2 separate regions of the Sus scrofa genome follow, and region 2 is linked to region 1. A link is a contact called in public Hi-C data. All regions are on one chromosome and are shown on one strand. The core of a region is the stretch at or near the end of the contact, and the rest is flanking DNA. Distances in the headings are between cores, read along the strand shown.

Region 1 (3,869 bases), core at 923-3,422:
AAATTAATACACTGAATTTCAAAAAATTTTATTTTATTTATGTGTTCTGGTGGTCTTATCATTTACCAATTTACCATTTACCAATAGCTCCCCCATTTACATATTTACTGTGCCTCTTCTACAAAATATAAGCTCCCTGAAAGCAGGCACTTTCCTATTCTACATACCACTGTGTTTATAGCAGTGCCTAGCATATCGCAGATGCTCAGTGAGTCTGATGGGTTATTTTGTCCGCTGAACTGCAGGCTGTCCTTACCTTTGGATTCAGCTGGTACATGCCAACCATCCAGAGCCATTAAACTGTACTCACAGCTAATTCTAGAGCATAAAGGAAAGTGAAAACTGAGGAAAGGGCTTAGGAGAGGTTATGTTCGTTTTTTATGTTCTAGAGATGACATAATACTTAAACTTTCCATGGTCAGTGTGATGGGGAGGGAGTAGGTATAACATATACACAGAAAAGCACCAAACTGTCAATTTATCACTGGATGCTTTTTTTACATCTTTGAGATCAGCACTCAGATCAAGACGCAGAAAATTCTAGGACGCCAGAGCTCCTATGTCCCTTTTGGACCTGTCTGCCCTGAGTCACCATAGTAACTGGAATGTTTTTCCCAGTGTGTATTAGTCACCTGGGCCATGGCTGGATCATAATTAGAACATAGGGCCATTTAATATGCAAAATTGAGTTCTAAAGAGACTTTGCATCTTTTGCTTTTTAAATGTTCTGGAAGCCCTAAGTTTTGTCATATTTCAATCACTTATGGGGGTCTCCCAGGAATGCCCACCAAGGCAGCAGGCATTTCATGTGCTTGGCTTTGTCTGGAAGAGGCTGCCTTTTTAGGTTTCTTCCTTTTCAGCTGACCTGTGTCCCTCCGCAGATGACCACTGGCGAGGCTGGGAGAGCTCACCTTTTCTCTTTGTGATTAGCACTGAGGACAATTCAAAAGAACAAGGGAGATACTTGAAAGTCTGAGCACAGTTATTTAGACTGTGCTACAGAACAAGCCACACCATCTGTAAGGCGTGAACTCATAACCTCTGGTGTGGATTGGAATCATGTGGGCATGCTGAGATGAGGCATCTTGGAGGAGGCTCACCAAAGACGCACATTCCTCTGAGTCATTTCCAAAGACCTGGATTCAGCTGTTCTCTTGGAGGGTTATTTTTTAATCAAGAACCTGGTATGATGATTCTAAAGCAAGATGTTGTAAAGAGTGACTTGGTGACCCGTAACCTGGTTTCTTTGGTGGGCCTTGGGTTGTGACCAATAGTAAAAAGATAATAATGAGTTCCCATCGTGACTCAGTGGAAATGAATCTGACTAGCATCCATGAAGAGGCAGGTTTGATCCCTGGCCTCGATCAGTGGGTTAAGGATCTGGTGTTGCCGTGAGCTATGGTGTAGGTCACAGACACAGCTTGGATCCTGAGTTGCTGTGGCTGTGGTGTAGGTCAGTGGCTATAGCTCCGATTCAACCCCAAGCCTGGGAACATCCATATGCCATGGGTGCAGCTCTAAAACCACACACAAAAAAGATAATAATAAAAGGCAAAAATAAAACAAAACAATAAATAAAACACAGTGACAACAACAATGAAAAGGAATAAAAGATGATTTGTCCTTTGTACATGGAAGTACTGTGCTGCATTAACAATGATGTACAATCATTGACATAACTTGATTTTATAAGCTAACACTTAGGTTATTTCTGTTTCTTTTCTATTCTAAATGATCTTGGGGAAAAAAAAAAAAAAAAAAACCACCCAGAAAACAACAACAAAATCTTCTCCAGTAAATGCTTCTGAGTCCTCATGGGCAGGCCATTTCCTTTTCCTGTAAGAGAAACAACCCTAATCACAGAGGCCCTATACACTCACACACAAACGATTTCTACACACCCGCAAACATTTTAAAGCTTTCACAGAAACCGCTCCCCAGTGGGTATTTCATCAGGAGCTTGATATTGAAAGTGACATTTGAAGGAAAATCTGGCTGCGGTTTGACCCTCTATAGTTTGGGTACATCCAGATCTAACACAACTATTGGGGGAAAAAGCAGCATTTCCACCCCATCAGTTTACTCCCGCCGGGCGCCCGTTCCAGATGGCAGGAAGGCACACACGCTATTTCCGTGCCTGCGCGGTCTGTCTTCACTTCCTTTTGGGAAAGGCCCAAGCTTTTCTCGGTGGTGTGTATCGAGCTCACACGGGGCTCCAGGCACCCCCTGTGCACCGTCCACCCCTGCAGCGGTGGCTGCACTGGCTCCCTCTGAAATGGCTCCAGGCTTTGCCGTTGTAATGATCGCAGTCCAACATTCGCCCAAATAAGTTAACTTCCATCATGTGCCAGATGGAATAAAGCAGGCAGGCACACACATTTCTCTCTCTCTCTTTTTCTCTCTCCCGCTCTCTCTCTCTTTTTGGGAAGTATGTCTCCCATCTATGTGCATGTGCAGGCTGTTTTGACTTCTTTTTGAGGAAAAAAAAAACCCAAAACCCAACAACCTAGGTTTTCCCATGTGTTTTACATAGGGCCAATGATAAGTCTGACAGTGGTGCTCTCCCGCTGGCACACACTGGTCCTATACCAGTTCGAGCCACCCCCCAGTTAGTACTGTTCTAGGGGGTCAAGGTGGGTTGCAGGGACGGTGTTGTGCACTCTGGCCCAGCTGCCCCCCACCCCACCCCCACGAGGGAGTAAAATCGACAGCCACGGGCCACCCCTGATGATGAGCTGGTGACCACCAAGGCAGCGGAAGAAAAACCTGCGACAAGGGATTCCGAGGCCCTTCCAGAGCAAGGGGGATGTTGCCTGCACTGTAAATGCCTGCGGGTAAAAATCACCGCCAAATTAGTAGCTTCCAAATATCATTTTCAATAAAAACTTCATGATAAAAAGCATGTTAATACCCAATGGTTAGTGGTTTTTATGACGGCGTTAAACCATTTGTACTGAGGCTCGACTGCCGATGCCCGTTTCCTCCACCGAAGAAAGAAATTGGCTGTTCGTGCAACGTTTTGTGCGCTTTCCCTGTTGCTATAAAATCAGCCCCCAGGAGAATTTTAAGTCTTCTTGAATTGCTTTTTAGCACAGACTAAGGAAGTAAAAGTTCTAAAAGTGCCTGGTTACAGACAAATCACTTAAAAAGCCAGCTTGGTACTGGCAAAGTCGTGCTACGAGAAATGTTTCAAAAGGCAGAAGATAACAATATGAAAGCTAAGTATTGTTATTTATTTAACAAACGCCGCCGGCTGTCATTGAAAACTAAGAGCCTTGGGGAGGGAATGCTTTAAGGTCACGAGAAATGCCAGATTCTCGTTGTAACAGACGTCCTGCTATAATGTGTGATGATGTTTACACACGTACGTCTTGGCTGAAGGACTTGTTGATAAACACACACACACAGGCGCAGATTTCCTATGCGATTAAAGTTCATTAATCCGCCGCAAGTTGATGCAAAACAGCACCTTTTGCGAAGCCTTTCTCCCGATGCCCAGAATCATTGCATCTTCCAGTGAGAAAGAATCATCTCGAGTAGTTGAATTTAAGTCTAATAGACGACACGGTAAACTAACCAGATTTAGTTGTATGTTAAAGAGACCCAGGGTGAACAGTGTTTTGACAAAATGGAGTGAAGCCAAATCAAGAGAGTCACCCTCTGAGGTCATTGGCGTTCTGGAGGTGGGATGATGTGACTTGATTGAACTGGTGAATATTATCTATTCCGGGCACTGCCTGGTGAGCCCCTTCAGGACCAACACCGTGGGAATTCATCTTTCTATTTCTTGTTCCTTGGCTCCCACGGCGGTATTCTAAACGGGTTCAATAAGCATTTCATGTCAGAAAATGGATGTGGTTGTGTGTTTT
Region 2 (4,097 bases), core at 321-2,820, 200 kb before region 1:
CTCCTAGATTAGAAATAAGTATTGTTTCTATGGGTGTTTTTATTTGTTTGTTTGCTTTTTAGATTTTTTTCTCCCTTCCTCTCTCTTGCCTCTCCCTGTGGAGGATGGAGGAGAAAAATAAGGCATGTATTTTAATAGGCTTCTGGCGTTCAGATGACAGCAAGTCATTTGGAAGTAAAAGAGAACTGTACGAGGCAGCAGCGTTTACACAGCGGTGCATGGGCTTCTAACAGCACTTGTTGGTGCTAAGGACATTTCCCCAGTCGCTGGTTTGGAGGTAGCAGCAGGTCTGCACTAGCAGCGTCCCCATAGCCCAAGCACAGCTGAATGACTGCCATTCGTGCACAGGTTTATGTGCACCTGGGGTGAGCCACACCCAGTGGGTGTCAGTCTGCAGTGTAGCTTGGGATTTTTTTTTTTTTTTTAATTCATGATTTCCTCTTGAAACTCAGCGAAAGAGTGTTAACTGTGTGTGTGTGTGTTTAAATTCAGTTTTGTATGCTAGCATTCTTTAAATGTCTGCCAGAAGTTTAATTTGAATTTCTGATCCCTGAAGGCAGCTAGACAGAATCATTCTAGTTCTTCATAAATTGCCTTCTATGATTCATTGTTAACTCATAAAACATACTCATTTCTATATACTCAAACAGTTACGGTAGTTACAGTATCGGGGATATAATTTTTTTTGGCATTATATTTAAATTGTCATTTGAGAAAGAAATCGGGATTTGTGCATGAACTCCCAGTCAAGGCATGAGCTCTGTAGCATAGAAAAACCTCAGAAATTAGTGTTTTTATCTCAAGGAGGGTAAGGGAGATGGCATAGATTGGGGTGGGGGGTTAGTTTTAACTGAATACTCTGAATGAGGGGCTCATAAATACTAGAGCGCTGTAGTTAAAAACTCACATGACTGTTTTAAATACTATTGATTTAAACCACTGGCTAGATTTTATGAATCAAAGTGTAATTTCTAGGCTTTGGCCATATTTCTCAATGCTGAAGCACTCTCTCTTGTGTGCCTTTAGCTGCTTTCCAGACATTCAACACAGGATTAAATGATAGTAGTTACAGTGATCAATAGGTTAAGACCAGTACAATCACTCTTGCCGCTAATGACCTCAGTAGTAATGGGCAATAAAGTGTGGGCTATAATAGCCTCTCGCTGGTACTGCATGCCCTTTGATTCCTGGTATTAGTAGGGACGAGCTACATGAAAAAGTTGGACGTTGAGAGCTAAAGCAGTGGCTATGCAGGCTATAATTCTTAACTATTTAAAGCCTCACACTACGGTCAGATTTTTCCCCCCTTTTCTACTCCACGATGGTTTCTGGTTCATTTGGATATGTTGGTTAAAGCTCACCCTAACTGATTTTCATGACGCTTTGGGAAGAACAACTTGGGGAAATCTCAGTTTTATGACATTTATAAATGAAGCACGAGCCCACTTTGGAAGCTCCGAGCTAACTGGTGTGAAAATGTGGTCTCAGATAGTAGCAAAGTTAAGGCCGTCAGAATCTAATAGCCCACTTCTGATTATTCAGAAACCGGTCACAGGCTGGAGGATTACTCAGCTTCTTGTGCCTTTCCCTCCTTGGGCTGTGCCTGCTGCTTTCAGCGTTCGATTACTCATCAGCACCTCCATCAAGATGCCAAAGGGAAAAAGAAAGGGAGACTCAAGATCATTTTACTGTTCTGTAACATGACTACAAAAATGGGATAAATAACTTAGGGAAAAGGAGATTTGAAACTCGTGACTGTGTATAAGGGTTTAAAATTCTCTGTGTATGTTAAATCCTTTTTTGAACTTTTAAAACCTGTTTTATTGAAGCATAGTTTACATATGCTAAGACTGCACTCATTTTAAGTATCCAGTTGGAAGAATTTGGGCGGCTGTAGCCATCTCTCTGACCGCCACCCCAACCAAGGTAGATGGCATTTTCATCACCCCAAAAAGTGTTCTGGTGCCCCTTTCCAGCCTAGGCTTTCCATAGTTCTTTTGCAGATTATGACTAAGAGATTGTTTCTCTGATGGTTTCTGTTATAACACTGTTAATTTCACATTCATCACCAGCTTAGATCTTACACCACCCTGTTCCTGTCTGTTTTCCTGTTCATCACCATCAGAAATTTGGCTCAAGAATATTTATATTGTACATCATCCAAGAAACGCAGAGGAAAAAAGAAAGCTTAAACATGGTTCTTTTGTTTGCTTAATCAAACCTCCCCGTATGATGATGCAACTCTCAAGGAAAAGTAAACTTCTATTGTGATATGTTGGCCTTTGCAGCTCATAAGATAGTGATTGGCACCCAGTACATATTGAAAAAAAAAAAAAATTAAGTTTCTTCTGTTGGAAGACAGAGTTGACTAATTGGAATTAATTTATAGACAGCTAGATGTTTTGCTAATGTCTTCTTGGTGTTTGTCCTAGATTAAATGCAAGTTCACTGTTCTAATCATTGGTGCTATTCGGTGCTGCGAAGTCTCTTTTTAAAAGGATCATTTATCCATTCATATACATCTGTCCCTTTTTGCATATAAAAATATTCAGACATGCCCATCTGTTTTAAATTACAGTGTATCTACATCCACACTTAAAAGGCCACTGCAATAGAAAGAATTTGTTGATGACCTTCCAGAGTTGGGTTAATGAAAATTTTCAAACCTCCAAGCTAGTATTTTCCAAACAATGCAAAACTTGCACATCAACACCCCCCCACCCCCAAACATGCCCACAACAACAGTGGAAGATGTTCACTGTACATGCATCTGACCTTCAGGAACCATTTTTAGTTCATCAAAATTAGTGATGCTGAGAAATCGGGACATCAGTGCATAATGACTGTGAAATTAGGAATGAGAGCTCGCTATGCAAATGACAGGACAAATCATGTGAAAAAGTCAAGATAAACTGCATATTAAGACATTATGTTACATAAAATTAATACTGCATTTCTCCCTTTTGCTTACTGCTCCCCTGAAAGATTTTTTTAATTCTTTTATCTTCTGATCAGCTATTGTCTGCCGGATTTTTTTTTTTTTTTAAGTGGCACACAGGCAAAGTGCAAAACATGTTATTACCTTTTATTGTAATACATGAGATGACAGCAGATCCTTTTTAACAAAGTATATCCTTTACTGCTTCTAGCTTCTTGCTGTCACATGTTTGATTAGAAACCAGGGAAAAGTAAGATGCTTCAATATTACTGTTAGAAGACATACAGGTTTTGTCTTTTCTTTCATTGTGTTTTTTTCCCCTTTTCTTATCTTTTTATTTGGGGGGGGTAATTTTTCATGAAATAGTCTTCTTGTATTACGGGGACTGACAAAATGGTTCTCATGTAGTCTGCAAATTAAACACAAGTGCAGTGATTATTTTGAATAGCTAAATTACATTCTAGAAAGCTTGCAGAATTCATAGCATTGTCATTAGGTATCCGCTTGAATACAATTTGTGTAACCTTGGCCAAGACAGCCTGTCATTTTAATGTCAGTGTTTTATCTGAACAAGACATCATCCTTTCAGATACAGTGTGCAGGTTCCTTGCAAAGATGCCCGTGCAGAAACGTGTTAACAGTTGCAAATATGAAATGCTATCAAGTTCATCACTGTAGCTGTTTGTCACTGAAATGTCATGGAGAGCGGCTTTTAATGGTATCGCACATAATATGAAAGAATTGAGACATCTGTATGCTGGGTGAATAAGGAAGGGTAAAAGGCATCATAGGACGGGTCTGTGTTGAAGTTCGGAAGGTGCATCCAAGGTTCAGTTGTCCACAAGCTGCAGCATTCATTGACGGTGCTTAAAATCACTGTCCACAGAGGAAATGGATCGTGTGAGCTCCAGCCTTGAAAATACTGCTTCCCTTCTGCCTTCTTCCCTAAAACAGTGTTCAAGTTTGCATTAACTTCTTACATCTCACTCAAAGACTCATTAAGAAACTGAGGTCGTGCTAACCTCACTCCAGGTAGTGTTTACACCTCTTTTGCCTCCAAAACTATCGGGAACCCTTGCCAGTGGCGGCAGGGTTGTCTTTAATTGTTCTTTATCTCAAATAAACTACTTAGTAGATGAAATAGCATTGGTTGCGGCAA

Evidence for each region. A called contact is a pair of places that touch in the nucleus more often than the background predicts.
Region 2: a contact with region 1 is called in a Hi-C map of embryonic fibroblasts, with 2.4 times the contacts expected there. The contact joins two enhancer-like sites. A contact is called at or near these places in 2 of 47 Hi-C or Micro-C datasets (embryonic fibroblasts and epiblast stem cells).

What each region holds. Positions count from the first base shown.
Region 1 is chr13:52,249,049-52,252,917 of Sscrofa11.1, reverse strand. No RefSeq gene overlaps it. Among named protein-coding and RNA genes, the nearest start is that of MDFIC2, 510 kb to the right of the region's middle. Within about 2 kb of position 2,172, at least 4 of the 83 cell types and tissues checked have an H3K27ac peak or open chromatin away from gene starts, as enhancers often do. A contact at or near this core is called in embryonic fibroblasts, where this site is marked.
Region 2 is chr13:52,446,199-52,450,295 of Sscrofa11.1, reverse strand. The region is part of intron 7 of FOXP1 (forkhead box protein P1); the gene reads left to right. Among named protein-coding and RNA genes, the nearest start is that of FOXP1, 530 kb to the left of the region's middle. Within about 2 kb of position 1,570, at least 26 of the 83 cell types and tissues checked have an H3K27ac peak or open chromatin away from gene starts, as enhancers often do. A contact at or near this core is called in embryonic fibroblasts, where this site is marked.